2 separate regions of the Muntiacus reevesi genome follow, and region 2 is linked to region 1. A link is a contact called in public Hi-C data. All regions are on one chromosome and are shown on one strand. Each heading gives the region's core, a stretch centred on a gene start, on an enhancer-like site or on the middle of the called end of the contact. The rest is flanking DNA. Distances are from core to core; before and after follow the strand shown. Region 1 holds the start of CBR4 (carbonyl reductase 4). Region 2 holds the start of SH3RF1 (SH3 domain containing ring finger 1).

Region 1 (7,750 bases), core at 3,801-6,300:
AGCGCTGCTGTGAGCACAGGGGTGCATGGGTCTTTTTAAATTATTATTTTCTGGGGGTATACACCCAGGAGTTTGATTGCAGGATCATATGGGAGCTCTAGTTTCAGTCTTCTGAGGAACCTCCATATTCTTCTCCATAGTGGCTGCGCCAACTTGCATCCCCACTAGCAGTGCGTGAGGGCTCTCTCTTCTCCACTCCCGCTCCAGCATTTGTTATTTGTAGATTTTTAAAATGATGGCCATAAATCGGACAGGTGTGAGGTGATGCCTCATTATAGTTTTGATTTGCATTTCTCTAGGAATTAGTGATGCTGAGCATCGTTTTATGTGCCTATTGGACGTCTGTATGTCTTCTTTGAAAAAAATATCTATTAAGGTCTTCTGCCCATTTTCCAGTTGTTTGGTTATTTAGCTGTTGAGCAGGCTTTTAGTGTCTTTGACTTCATCCTCAGCAACCAGCCAGAGAAAATGCTCTGTTTTAAGAGTGTCACCTGATTAGACTAGGCTCACCCAGCTCATCCACATATTTTAAGGTTAATTGAATTGTGATTTAATTACATCTTCAAATCCCCTTCCCCGTGGTTCCTAGGTGAGTATTGGGTTGAATGGAGGACTATTCAAGTGTGAACAAAAACATGCCATGATTTACAGAATATATTTTTATTTTGAAAAGAGCAATAGTTGCAGTGTCCCACCTTTGTGTAAGAAAAAGAGTAAAACAGGAAAGAGGCCAGCATTTTCTAATATTTTCAAAAAGAAAGAATGGAAGGATAAATAAAAATCAATGAAAACAATGTTTTATACGGGTAGGAAGAGAACAGGAGACAGAGGCAAGGATGAAAGTGTGTTCTCCGAATGTGCCTGCTTTGTTGTTTACACTTCAGACAAAATTAAGTACAAAATCATAAAGCAATTTCTAAAAACTGCAAACAACCCAGTATCAAGTTTGTGCTGTAACTCCTCAGAGGAGAAATATTCAAAGTGCTTTTAAATCACAGTATTTTGACACTACCACTCTATACTTTAGGGACAAAAGATAACCCTATTAAGAAACTTTAACCTAAAAAAAAAAAAAAAAAAAAGAAACTTTAACCTGCATCCAGTGTTCTTGTCAATGTTAATATTGCTATTGCTGGAGTTGTTTTCTTCCCCAATTTTAAAAATTGTGGTAAAATACACATAGAATTTAATTTACTTTCTCAACCACTTGTAAGTGTACAGATTAGTGGTATTATGATCACAGACATTACCATTACACCTCTCCTGAACTCTTTTCCTATTGCAGAACTGAAACATCATACCCGCTAACCAACTCTTCTTTCGTCCTCCTGCCCAGTCTCTGGCGATTGCCATCCTACTTCCTGTCTATACCATACTGACTTCTCTCAGTACCTCCTATACAGGTAGAATCATACAGTATTTGTTGTTTTGTGACTGGCTTATGTAGTTTAGCGTGATGTCCTTAAGGTTCAACCAAAAGTGAAAGTGAAAGTCGCTCAGTGGTGTCTGACTCTTTGAGACCCCACAGACTAATCCATGGAATTCTCCAGGCCCGAATACTGGAGTGGGTAGCCTATCCTTTCTCCAGTGGATCTTACTGACCCAGGAATCAAACTGGGGTTTCCCGCATTGTGGGCAGATTCTTTACCAACTGAGCTATCAGGGAAGCCCTTAAGGTTTAACCAAGTTGTAGCATATTGCCGAATTCCTTTTTCAGACTGAGTAATATACTACAGAGTGTGAGTGTGTGTGTGTGTGTGTGCGTGCGCGTGCATGCGCGTGCTACATATGCTTATCCATCATCTATCATTGGTCACTTGGGTTGCTTTTACATTTTAGTAATGCTGTTATGAACATGGGGTTACAAATGTTGCTTCGAGACCTTGCTTTCAATTCTTTTCAGCATCTACTCAAAGGTGGAGTTGCTGAATTATGTGGAAAGACTATCTTTTGTTTTGAGGAATTACCGTTCCATTTTCCGGAGCAACTGTACCAGTTTACCTTCCCATCAGCAGAGCACAAGTGTTTCAGTTTCCCTACATCCTCTCCAATGCTTGTTGTTCTTATAGTAGCCATCCTAAAGGGTGTGAAGTTTTACTGTGTATTTTTGCAGACCACTTCACATCCCTCTTGGGGCTCAGTTCAGATCAGTTCAGTCGCTCAGCTTTGTCTGACTCTTTGCGACCCCATAAATCTCAGCACGCCAGGCCTCCCTGTCCATCTTAAACTCCTGGAGTTTACCCAAACTCATGTCCATCGAGTTGGTGATGCCATCCAGCCATCTCATCCTCTGTCGGCCCCTTCTCCTCCTGCCCCCAACCCCTCCCAGCATCAGAGTCTTTTCCAATGAGTCAACTCTTCGCATGAGATGGCCAAAGTATTGGAGTTTCAGCTTCAGCATCAGTGCTTCCAATGAACACCCAGGACTGATCTCCTTTAGAATGGACTGGTTGGATCTCCTTGCAGTTCAAGGGACTCTCAAGAGTCTTCTCCAACACCACAGTTCAAAAGCATAAATTCTTTGGTGCTCAGCTTTCTTCACAGTCCAACTCTCACATCCATACATGACCACTGGAAAAACCATAGCCATGACTAGAGGGACCTTTGTTGGTGAGGTGGGACAAAAATGATGCTGTTTGCTTAGCTCTGTTTTATTTGATTCTTCCCCTTCCTTCTTTCATCTGCATCCAGTCCTGTAACCTAGCTTCTCCATGCATATCTTCTTCTTCATTGACCTCCCTTTTCTCTGAGTTCTCCTGTTAAGATACTTCCGCAGGTCATGATTGTGGTTGCTCACTAGTGTTTCATGTGGAATTGTCCTGTTGCCCCACCTGATCTACTTTTTACCAGTGGGGACCATGGCTTACTTTTCTGAAACATCTCATATGATACTATAGCAAGCATAATGGTAATGAATGGTAATGAAACTTAGCTTTCACCTTATTAACCTGGGGAACACTGAGCGTATCCTCTTCAGAATTGCAGGAAACTATAAGGATGCTTGAGGCTCATGTTTTGGATCTGGGAGACCATTCACTTGGGTAACTTCTTGAGCTCCTCCTGTGTGTTTCTGACTGGACACACTTGGCTCTGCAACAACACCCTCTGAGGAGAACGGGGGCCTGGGTTGGGGAGGGGCAGGTAGGATGGGCTCTGACCCTTGAGTCCCACTCCTTCCACAGTCCCAGACCTTCCACAGGGAGGTCTGGGGTGTGCCCCCCACAGTGCTCACTCCTTCTGGGGAGTGAAACCAAGTCCACCTAAAACTGAGTTCATCTGCCCAGTTTTTGATGAACCTCTCTCTCCAAAATGTGAGTCCTTTTCTTGTCCAACGCCTGTTCTCCTCAAGATGAAGAATTAAGGGACAGGCGGGAGATGAGACTGAGCAGGACCCTGCGGGCCCTCCAGGTATAAAAGCTTCTGTGTCACCGATTTCTTGCTGGTAGGAAGGAGGCTTTCAGCATCCTAGACCTTTCCTGAGTTCCAAAGGGCAGATTCAAACAGTTACTCATTACGGGATGGGGAAGCAGAAAGAAGCAATAGCATGAGATGGGGCCGGGTCCTGGTTCCTGCTCAGAGGACATGCATAACAACACGATACATGTGTCTGAGTTGTTCTGCAGGAACTAAAGCCCCACCCAGTTAGAGGTGGTGACTTCCGGCTGAGTGCAAGCAAGAGGACCCCAGAGTGTTTGGAACCAGAGGCTGACATTGGAGATACCTAGAGCACCACTCTGTCACCTCACCACCAACCAGTCAGAGGAGGGTTAGGCACTCTGCGGCCTGTGTTATTCGTCATTCAGTTGTGTCTGACTCTTTGTGACCTCCTGGACTGTAGCCTGCCAGGGTCCTCTGCCCATGGGATTCTCCAGGCACGGATACTGGAGTGGGTAGCCATTTCCTTCTCCAGGGGATCTTCCCGATTCAGGGTGAACCTGTGTATCCTTTGGCTCCTGCACTGGCAGGTGGACTCTTTACTGAGCTGCCTGGAAGCTCCACACACTATGCAAACCTCCTAGGAAATTTTGCCCATAAAAACACCTTTGCCAAAACTGTTACCGAATGCATGTTCCTGTGCTAAATGCACAGTGTGGCCAATGATACCAACAGCAGACAGTTTGGAGCAGAGAAAGTTTTACTGAAGGGCTAGGCAAGGAGACTGGTGCCTTGTATCCAAGGAACCCCCAAACTCACCGAAGGGTTTCAGCAAAGCATTTTCAAAGGCCATTTTTAAAGGTATGGCTGGTTTTGCAGACCTGACACAAGAATTCCATGTTCTCACAGATGTCCAAGTACGTCAGGTCACAAAGATCCTATAAAGCTACAAGACAAATGTTATTCTGTTTTACAACTTTTTTTAAAAAAAAATCTCTATTTGGTGGGAAAAGTGTTAACTTTTAAAAGGGCAGGGACTTGATTATGGGCTCGCCTGTATATTTTAGGCTATAGACAACATTCCTAACCCAAAGCAAAAACCATAGACTGCAAAGGTTATAGTAAAACAACTGACCCAATATGGGGTCAGATTTGTTCTTCCCTGTTAGAGTCTTGCAATAGAACGTATTTTACTCCAAACTCCAAAATTTTGGTTTGATGGGCTTCCCTGGTGGCTCAGAGGGTAAAGAATCTGCATGCAATGCAGGGTATGCAGGCAGGCACAGGAATCAAATTCCACAACAGGAGGACTGGGGTCCCATGGGAGTCTGACCCACGTGCCACTCCTTTGGGTCTCAGCCAAACACAACCTGGAGCACATATCCGAGGTCCTCATGCCCGAGTCCCTGCCTGTCACGGCCTTGATTTAACCCACAACATCCAGAATCCAGTGTGTTAGCAACCCCGATGCCCAAGACCCACTTCCTACCGGGCAGCCCCCGGAGCCTGGAACCCTTCTCTCCCAGCACCAGCCCACGCCCTTCCGCCTGCACCAAGACTACAAGTCCCAGCGTGCAGCGCGGCCCTTGTACTGTCCCGCCGGCCCACGTTGGCATCCGCCGGGGGCGCGCCGCCCGGAGCACGTGCGCGCTGACGTCGACGTGCCAACGTGACTGGCGGTTGCGGCGCTCTGAGTTTCTGGGCCCGCACCGGTTCCAATCCGGCGGCGGGAGCTGTGGGCCCGCGATTCAGTTTGAGGGTGCCGCGCTGTGTAAATTTGCGAGGCCGTTGGGAAGGGCCGTCTCTTGTAGCCTCTTCCCCTGGGCCTGCGGCTCCGCGTCCCAGATGGACAAGGTGTGCGCCGTGTTCGGAGGCTCCCGGGGCATCGGCAGGGCGGTGGCCCGCTTGATGGCCCAGAGAGGCTATCGACTGGCCATCGTCGCCCGGAATCTGGAGGGGGCCAGAGCCGCGGCCGGGGACCTGGGCGGTGGGTACCGACCGGGGTCGCACCCCCTCTGCGCGGCCGGTGTGGGTCTGAGAAGCCGTCTTGTGCGCCCTCCGCCCGCAGGCGGCAGACCCGCCGTGCTGAGGGGCGGCGCAGGCGTGCTTGGGTCTCGCGAGGAGGCCCGCGCCTCGGGCGTGTGCGCATGTGCAGGCAGTGCCGCCTTGGGCATCCGGGTTGTGGGTGGGCTCTTTTCCTGGCGTCCGCAGCGTTGAAGCACTGTATGCCTTGATGACCTTCACCAAGGGACAGTGAGATTGTTCCGCCAGATTCCGCTTAAGTCCCGTTTTCTCCTGTCTATTAGAAATGGATTCGCAGTTGGTTTGCGAATTTCAGTCTCTGGCTGGTAGTGAGACGGGGTGCTGTGAAGGTTCGAGCTCGCAGCTAAGAGTTAGGAGGGCTGGGCTCAGAGGCACCTTGTTCACTGTCGGGGCACCTTTACGCAACGTCACCCCGACTTCACATAGGCCTCCAGAGCTTTAAGAAGGTAATTTTAGTGTTAATGTACCACGCAAGGTTAGCCAGAAGACAAAGAATTGTTTACCTTTCCTTTTTTTTAAAAAAAAAATGGCAGTGTTAAGTGGTATAATGTTGATAAAGATTGCTTTCTTTGAAGTTGAATTTTTTTTTTTTTTTTTGTATTTAAACATTCGCAGAAAGTGGACTTTAAAAACCAGGTAACAGTTTTTAGTAAATTTTTTTTTTTTCATGATTTTGTGCTTTCAACATTTTAAAAAATGGCTTCTTGCTTTGTTTCATCCCTTCTAATAGTCACGCTATAATACTAGCTATATAAGATTGTGCTATAGTTTAAACAGAAAAAACGGTAGTGTTTATTTCAAAGCCAGGAAACCAGTTCGACAAGAATGTAACTGAATTAAACATTAAGCTTATGTATGCAAGCGTGTTCAGTCGTGTCCCACTCTTTGCAACCCCACCGACAGTAGCCCCGCCAGGCTCCTCTGTCCATGGAATTTTCCAGGCAAGAATACTGGAATGGGATGCCGTTTCCTTCTCCAGGGGGTCTTCCCAGCCCTGGGATTGAACTCTTGTCTCTTGTGCCTCCTGTATTGCAGGCAGATTCTTTACCACTAAGCCACTGGGAATGTATCAAGTTTCCAAAAAAGGAATATAAAACTGAGAAAACTGCTGAATTAAGTGGCATAGGGTCAGTGTCAAAACTGTAAATATTGGTAGGTGACTCATACAAAGTGTTATGAACATGAGAAAGGTGCTCCCGCACTTTTGTTGATTAAAAAAGTGTTTTAAGGTTGCATAATTTGCTCCTGCTTGTTCCCCACCTTCCTCCATCCAGTTTCTTAGACTGAACTCCATGAGATCAGGAATCTGGAACTTAATCGTCCTTTATCTCAAGTTCTGGATAGAACAGATGTAAGGCTTCCATGGTGGCTCAGATGGTGAAGAATCCGTCTGCAATGCAGGAAGACACGGGTTGGATCCTTGGGTTGGGAAGATCACCTGGAGAAGGGAATGGCTACCCCCGCCAATATTTTTGCCTGGAGAATTCCATGGACAGAGGAACCTGGTGGGCTATAGCCTGAAAGGTTGCAAAGAGTCAGACCCTACTGAGTGGGGCATGACTGAATGATTGACACTACTACACTAGCTCATCGTAGTTGTTTGATGAATGTGTACTGAATCATGTTTACAAACAAGGTATACTTTATTTGTAACTTTAATTTTGTTGTGTAGGAGATCATCTGGCATTGAGCTGTGATGTTGCCAAGGAACATGATGTTCAAAATACATTTGAAGAGATAGAGAAAAACTTAGGTCGCGTTAATTTTTTGGTAAATGCAGCTGGAATTAACAGGTTGGTCACAAATTTAAGTACATTTCTAATTTTTTTCCTCCTAATTTTCTTTTGATTAATATGAGTTAGTATATTAAATTGTTTTACTTCTAATTGGAAGCAAAGGTATGTATTTTAAAATTTGGTCTGCAAGCTGCACGCTCTTTTCATTGTTTTATATTGAGATTATAATAAGGGTTTCATTTAGTTTTTTGTGTGTCAAAGTGTTATTACAGGGAAAAAACCCCTTTAAACTAAATGTGTGCTATTGGAATAGTTATATGTGTGTGTAGTACAGGTATAATATGATGCCTGGAAAGTGTACATATTAGGGGTACAGTTTAGTTTTACCATTGTAATCAACACTCATATTGAGCTGAAGAACTTTACCAGAAATCCAGAAGACTCTCTTGTTTTCTTCCCAGTTAGTACTTCCTTTTAGGTGACCACTGTCGTGACTATTTATGTTTCCTTGCAGATCAAGTTTAAAATGGGCTGTCCAGGTGTTCTAACTCAGAGGCAAAGCTCTTCTTATATTCTACTTCTGGAAAAATAATGTT
Region 2 (7,750 bases), core at 2,709-5,208, 210 kb before region 1:
CCATCCATGTTTTGTGAATGACAAAATTTCATTCTTTTCATGGCTTTATCCATTCATCTGTCAATGGACACTTATGTTGCTCCATATCTTGGCTATTGTAAATAGTGCAGCTGTGAACACTGGGGTGCGTGTATCTTTTCTAATCAGGGTTTTTAATTTTTTTCCGATAAATACCCAGGAGTGGCATTGCTGGGTCTTGTGGTACTTCTATTTTTAGTGTTTTAAGAAACCTCCACATTGTTTTCCGCAGTGGCCACACCATTTTACATTCCCGCTGACGGTGTAGGAGGGTCGGAGGAGGGATTGGTTTTGAAGGAACTTGGTGAGCAGACACACATGTTTCTGTATGTGTAAGCATGTATACCAGAGCTCAATAAAGAGCATGCTGGATGGGGAATGGAAGAGTCTGACTTGTGTCAAAGCATCATCACTGCCAGCAGGAGCTTCTCGACACCTCATCTTTTCCCGTCTGCAACTGGGGAATGATTATATCTGTCTTCACCACTTCAGAGGGATGCTGAGAAGACGAATGAGATAGTGTTTGGGATAACACTTTGAAGTCTTGGTTGGATGAGAACTGTATGAATCCCAGCTATCATTATCATGTCAGGGCGTGTTTATTTCTCATGTATCTGCTCAGAGTCATAGGGGCCATGTGTATATCATGTGTACATCCTCTCCTTCAGGTTCAGTTCCCAGAAATGGTCAGATGAACGTGTTTTTCTTTCCCTAACCCTCGTTTCACCTATATTATTCTCTTGACAGAATTTTACAGTTATTAATGTTGCTGCAGACTTCTTAAAGACCCTTGGAAGAAAGGATTTTGCCAAGTATAACTTTCCAAGGTGATTATAAAGATAATGATGATACCTTACTATAAAAGAGATGTACAAGTTATAAAGAACCAGGGCTCTGCCTCACAGAATGCTCAACAACAGTCTAGGAAAGGTATGATTTTCCCCCCCACCATTTGACAGAGGGACGGTGGCTCAAGAAGTTCAAATAATTGACCTAAAGCTTTACTGTACATGTTGGAATAATTCAAACTAATGAAAGAATTGTGTTCTAAAAACAGAGTGAATGAGCAGAAGGGATATTGAAAGAACTGAGCCATTTGTGTCACCAGTGTCCCAGGTGACACTTTTGGAATTGTGTGAACATCTTTCATCCCTGTATCCCAAACAATCTCCAGGTCTTTCATAATGGGTTGCTGTTTTTCAGTCACTAAGTCCTGTCTACCTCTTTGCGACCCCGTGAACTGCAGCCTGCCAGGTTCCTCTGTCCATGGGGTTTCCCAGGCAGGAATACTGGAGCGGGTTGCCATTTCCTCCTCCAGGGGATTTTCCCCACCCATGGATTGAACCAGAGTCTTCTGCCTTGACAGGAAGGTTCTTTACCACTGAGCCACCAGGGAAGCCCTTGATAAGGGGTGCAGCTAGGCATTTTCTGGTCTAGAGTTTCAAAAGCTGGACCATTCCACTCAGGGCCTTGTGCGCGTGCATGCATGCATGCTAAGTTGCTTCAGCCATGTCCAACTCTGTGTGACCCAATGGACTGTAGCCCATCAGGCTCCTCTGTCCATGGGATTCTCCAGGCAAGAACACTGGAGTGGGTTGCCATGCCCTCCTCCTCCCGGACCTTGTGTACTGTTCTCTAAATACAAACAAGTAACTAAAACAAGAATAAAATAAAACATAATTGCCCTTTGGTCTCCATAGTCATTACCTGGTTAAGTGTCAGCTTTCCCTTGTAGGTCACACAGCACGCTCAGGTGTGCCTGAGGTGATCTTCGAGAGACATCCTTGGCACAGCAGGAAGAAACTGGACTTGGAATCTAGACATGAGGTTGAGTCTCAGTCCAAAGTGGCTAGCTGTGGTGAGTGAACCTGTCTGAGTTTTGGTTTTAATAACCATAAGTGACATGTAATATTTACCTACTTACTGACTGTAACTGTCCGATCAGCCTTCCCTTCACCCAACATGTTGCAGATGCAGAAGTTGATAGACTAAGTAGTCACTTTCAGGGTGACTTGGTGGATTAGTGGTTTAAAACTGGTCTGTTCTGATCATGTCCCCCCTTGTCTTTCTCAACTCAAATGCAGGTATATATTTGTTCACTTCATTTTTTATTATATGCAGATGTTTTTACTGTTCCAAACTAGGTAGTTATTTTTTTTCTTATTAAGGTTTACATTTATTTGTCAGATAAATACACATTCTAGGAGCTAAAAATGAAACATTTTCAAATAGTATCTACATTTTACAATTCAGTGTGTTATGAACAACTTGAAATAACTTAGTTTGCTTTGAAATCAGCAATGCTCAAAACCAAATCATTTCCATAGCTCCCTCATTCTGCTGCTTGATTTTGCCTCTCTGCACATCTTTCATCACCTTTGACGTTGCTCACTTCTTGTTTTAATCAATAGTTTGAAACTTAAGTATGGGTGATTTACAGTGGTGTGTAAATTTCTGCGTACAGCAAAGTGATTCTATTACACATACACAGACACCCTTTTTAAGTTGTCTTTTCCATGGTGGTTTATCGCAGAATACCAAACAGCTCCCTGTGCTGTACTGCAGGACCTCGTTTATCCATCTTCTGTATGTGTATTCACTCCCTTCTAATGGAGGGCAAGTGGCCTGTCCTTCCTGGCATTCATGCAGTAGACTGTCCGCATATTCAACCGTTAGCGCAAAGCTAATGAGAGAACGGGCTTCCTTGGTGGCTCAGATGGTAAAAAACCTGCCTGCACTGTAGGAGAAGTGGGTTCCATCCATGGCTACCCACTTCAGTATTCTTGCCTGGAAAATCCTATGGACAGAGGAGCCTGGTGGGCCACAGTCCCTGGGATCACAGAGTCAGACACGACTGAGCGACTAACACCCCCGCGGAGGGAGTGGACAGGGCAGCAGTGAGGACCTGACCGTATCTCAAACGTCAAGCAGTGACCGCAGTCAGTGAGAGAGCGGTGACTGCAGGGTCACGGCGTGTCCTTACTCGGGTGGTTCTCGTTTGTCCGCAGTGATTTTGCCGTGGCCCCAGCCGGACCTTAGAGGACCCTTAAGGACTCCCTTAAGAGGGTTGGGCTGGGTGAAGGGCAGACAGCGGTTTCTCGCAAAGGAGTACGTGTCCCCACTTCTCCTTATATTCTGCACACCTTTGAGGAAGGGTAGCTGGGAAAAACGTTTGTTGAGTGGACGGTAATGCAAATAAAATGACAATTTTGAGATCAATGACAAAATTTTAACTTATCTTCCCTCTAAACTGAGTATGAGAAACAACCCCCCACGCCTGTGCACGACGTTTTTTCAAAGGACCTTTCGGTTAACAGGTGTGTGTCTGGCGTTACAGGTGTGTGCGGGGGTGGGGGGAGCGAAGGTAGGCAGAGGCCTCGGGGCTGGTTCCGGCCAGGCTGACCCCGGGTCCAGGGCTGGGCTTCCCGCCCGCCCCGCTTTCCGGGTCCTGGCCCGGTCCCAGTGCTCGCGGTAGGGTCTGTGTCCAGGAACCCAGCGGCGCCCGCGCCTCCTCTGCGGCCAGCGCGTCCCTCCTAGACCTCTCTCCCAGCCTCTGCGGCGGCCGCTCGAGTCCCCTTCACGGCCCTTCCCGGGACCCGCCCCGGCCCCCGGCCCCCAGCAGGGCCCCGACGCCGGAGGAGGGCGGGCGGCGCTCCTTGCCCCTCCTCCCTCCGTCCCTGCCCCTCCTCCCTCCTTCCCTGCTCCTCCTCCCTCTCCCTCCTCCTTCTCCGTCCCTCCCCTCCCCCTCCTCCTTCCCGGCCCCGCCCCATCCCGCGCACCTCCCCTTCCCGCCCAGCCCCGCCCTCCAGGCCCCGCCCATCTCCCGCCTCCTCCTTCCCGGTCCCGCCCCTCCCCTCCCCCTCCCGCCCGGCCCCGCCCCTTCTCTCCAGCGCTCCTCCCCCTCCCGCCCGGCCCCGCCCCCTCCCCTCCCCCTCCCCGGGCCAGGCAGGCGGCGGCGGCGGCGGGAGCGCGCGGGCGACGAGCGGAGCCCAGAGCTGCCCGGCGTCCGAGGCGGGCGAGCGGGAGAGCGCGGGGCGTGCGGACAAAGAGGGCGCCGCGCTGAGGTAGGACCCCCCCACCCCCCGCCCCGAGCCCCCAGCCCCGAGCCCCCCGGGCCAGGTTGGAGAGGGTCGGCCGGCCGGCCCCGGGCACTGCGGCGGCGGGCGCCTGGACGCCCGGCGGGCGGACCTGGCGACGCGGCGCTGCGGGCGCTCCTGAGACCCGAAACTTCCCGAGGGCGCGGGGCTCCTGTCCGGCCAGGCCCGGGGCGGCGGCCAGGCGGCGGGTGGACCCACCCGGCCCGGCCCTGCCTTCCCGGCCGCCGGCCGGGGCGCGAGGTCTGAGCGGGCGGCCCCCTGCAGCAGCCCTGGGGCGCGTCTACACGGGCGGCCCCCGGCACTTGGCCCCGGGATGTCTACGCGGGTGGCCCTAGCAGCAGCCCCGGAGCGCGTCTACGCGGGCGGCCCTAGCACCTGGCCCCGGGCGTCGACGAGGGCCGCCCTGGGCACCTGGCCGCGGCGTCTGCAAGGGCGGCCCCCTGCCTCTGGTCGCGGGAGCGTCTACACTGGCGGCGCGGGCACCTGGCCCGGCGTCCACGCGGGCCCGCAGTACCAGCGGCGACCGGAGCGACGGCCAGGCCCCCGCCCGCATCCACACCGTCACCTGGCTCTCCTGGGCACGCCTACACTGAACCAGGGGTCGAGGAGAGCGGTGCAGGCTCTTTTCTGAATGCTTTTTCCTGAATGGCCCCATTTTCATATTCTGCTCGCGGTTCCCAGTCCAGCATTCCATTCTCAAATTCTTTGGGTGATAATTTTGCCAGATTTTCTGAATGGGATTAGCACAGGCCGTTCAGAAATCGCTTCCGAGTTTGTCAGCCGCTGCCCTGAAGGGCGGTACGTTTATATTTGAGCTGCTTTCAGGCCCATCTTCAGTGTGTCCTTTAGAATTGTCAGCCTTCATCTCGTTTTCCTTGGGCAAGATTAAACAATTCTATTTTTAAGACCAGCGAAGAAACATATGTATTTAATACTGGGATCATTTGCCACAAGCGAACCACTCAAGGAGTGGTTTCTTAACCACCAAAGTGGCTTGAATGCTGGGGAACTTGGTTGGATTTAAAAGGAATTTCAGGTGGAGGAAACAGTTCATTTGCCACTTTCACCTTCTCAGATAAGTTAACGACTTAGTTAAGGCCTCAGGTTTCATTTTGAGAGCCAGAGAAATTATGTTTCTATTGCATTTCATAAGTCCTGTTTATGGTAAGAGTCCCCTGTGGTACTTGATAGCTGTTCCAGCACGGTGAACTGGATGTCTTCACGGATTTAGTGTGAACTGCTTAAAAAGCCTATTTTGTTTCCAGTTGTTGACTCTGGAGCTCAGGCGCCATGTATTCCAAAGCTAAGCTTGGTCCTCTCAGGAAGCACTTCTGTGTGCTGTTGGGTTCCTGGCTCTTCTTTGTGCCTTTACCCCCCAGTGATGGTGCTCCTTCTCTGTCTCTCCCTCCTCTTCCCCGGGGGCCCCAGAGCAGCGTCTGACATGGATGTTACATGAGGCACTTTGAGAGCTGCACACAAGTATGCGTGTCACTGCTGCGTTTCCCTGGGTGAACTAGAGGAAGATGGATGAGTCGGCCCTGCTGGATCTGCTGGAGTGCCCTGTGTGCCTGGAGCGGCTGGATGCCTCTGCCAAGGTCTTACCTTGCCAGCACACGTTCTGTAAACGCTGTTTGCTGGGCATCGTCGGTTCCCGGAATGAACTCAGATGTCCCGAGTGCCGGACTCTGGTTGGCTCGGGTGTGGAGCAGCTTCCGAGCAACATCCTGCTGGTCAGACTTCTGGACGGCATCAAGCAGCGGCCGTGGAAGCCCGGCCCTGTGGGGGGCAGTGGCACCAACTGCACCAGCGCCTTGAGGGCTCAGAGCAGTGCTGTGGCCACCTGCAGCCCCAAAGATGGCCCGAGCTCACAGGGTGGACCCCAGCCGCGGGCGCAAGCCTGGAGCCCCCCGGTGAGGGTGAGTAGCCTGCGGAGGCAGTGCGGTGGTTGTTCCGAGCAGATGTTCGCATGTCTTCTTTATTCTTTGGGTGTTTTCTACATCAACTCATGGCTGAAGGAGCCACATCATTGGAGCAGATAGGAAATTATGTGTCAGAAATTGTTTTTTTCTTTTTTGGAATGAGATTGGATATAAATAATAAGTGGTTTTGTTTTTAGAATTCTCTCCTGGATGGTGGGCCTCTATGGCCTTTTAAGATAAATTTTGAGAAACAGTAGCAATTATTCAGTGAAATCTAAAACACAGCAGTTTTTTTTGTCGAATGTAAAGTGGAAATGTGTTGTGGCTTTACCTTTTTGATTGCATTGGAAGAGTCATAATTATGCATGTATGTGTGCATATGTGTTTGCATATTATAAATAGGTGTGTGGGTAGGTCATAAGTGGGAAATTGAGCTTTAATTTTTATGTGGCTTGGAGCCATTCTGTGGGTTTTATGAATGCACAGCACAGAATTTTCTGGTTGGAGGAATTTTTAACAAATCATGGCCACAGGTAGCAGAGTTTTGTTGCTGTAGCAACAGATTGTCATTGAGAGCCATGCTAAGACAGCAGAGAATCTAGCTTTATGTTGACTTTTATAGGGACTGAAACAAAATGTTTCCATAAGAAAGATTTTTCTGGGGTTTTGGGTTTGGGCTGAAATAATTTCAAGTGTAGCTAAGTATCTCGACAGTTACCACAACAGAAATTTCTAGAAGGTAAGATATTTTGAAGAAATCTGAATTATGTTGCAGGTGATGACATCCTAATGAAACATGCTTTTCTCATTTTTGTAAACCTCAAAAGTAGTTCTGGACATTTAAAGCAAATCTGTTTTTTGTTTTTTTTATCCTGGAAGAAATTATTTTAATGATAGGCCAAATTGAGAAAATGCAGTTTTAAAGAACAGTTAATCTGGATGAGAATATTTTTGTCACATACTCATAGTAAATACACAGAACTGACTTCTTTATGTAATGTAGGAGTGACCTTTGGGATGTTGTTAAATAGTGTCAACTCACAGGTGTGGCTCCATGGGAGCTGTAACAGACGACTGCCTTTCTACCATTCCTCTCCTTCCTTCTCAAGCCCGTCTCTTACTAATTGTGTGTTTGCATCTCTAGGTGGTTAAGTACAGAAAGTGTGTTAATCGCTGGAAAACAGTTTTATCCTCAGGCTCTCAGATTTCTTTTAAGTCACATTTACCATTTTTTTTAAGACAGTGAGAACTTTGTGTTTTGGAGGTTTTCTTTGCATATCTGAAGCCCCCTAGTTATGAAATTGCTTATAGGGTTTTCTTAGATTTTGGTTTTTTTTTTTAAAAGGAGTTTACACGATTAGCATTCACGGACTCATGAATATTTCAAGCTCAGAACCTCTGATCAAGTTGGTCGTTTCTGAGGCACCTGACGCAGGTCTGCTTCTCTTAGCTAGGGACTGGATTTGCCTCTTGGAAGGATTTTGTTTCCTTGTTAATTATGCTGGAGAGTCATAGCTTCTGGCTGTGAATAGAAGCGTCTCATCAGTTGACAGGTTGCCTTACCTGTTGTGAGGAATGTGGTGAATGTTTGATTACTGATAAAAAGAAATTTAAGACAAGGGCTCAGCATTCAACTTGGTGTCCTTTGAATTCTAAGGTTTTGTTTTTTTCTTACATAGAAACTGACAGCGTGATGCTGGAATGTTCATTTATTTG

What was found. A called contact is a pair of places that touch in the nucleus more often than the background predicts.
Region 2: a Hi-C map of muscle shows a contact between it and region 1, with 3 times the contacts expected there. The contact joins the promoter of SH3RF1 here to the promoter of CBR4 in region 1. A contact is called at or near these places in 2 of 3 Hi-C or Micro-C datasets (blood and muscle).

The regions. Positions count from the first base shown.
Region 1 is chr17:1,073,515-1,081,264 of mMunRee1.1, reverse strand. It overlaps CBR4 (carbonyl reductase 4), which reads left to right and starts at 5,050. Exons shown (of 5, transcript XM_065908146.1): 1 at 5,050-5,362; 2 at 7,091-7,211. The coding sequence starts at 5,221.
Region 2 is chr17:1,277,719-1,285,468 of mMunRee1.1, reverse strand. It overlaps SH3RF1 (SH3 domain containing ring finger 1), which reads left to right and starts at 3,958. Exons shown (of 12, transcript XM_065907954.1): 1 at 3,958-4,082; 2 at 5,549-6,031. The coding sequence starts at 5,639.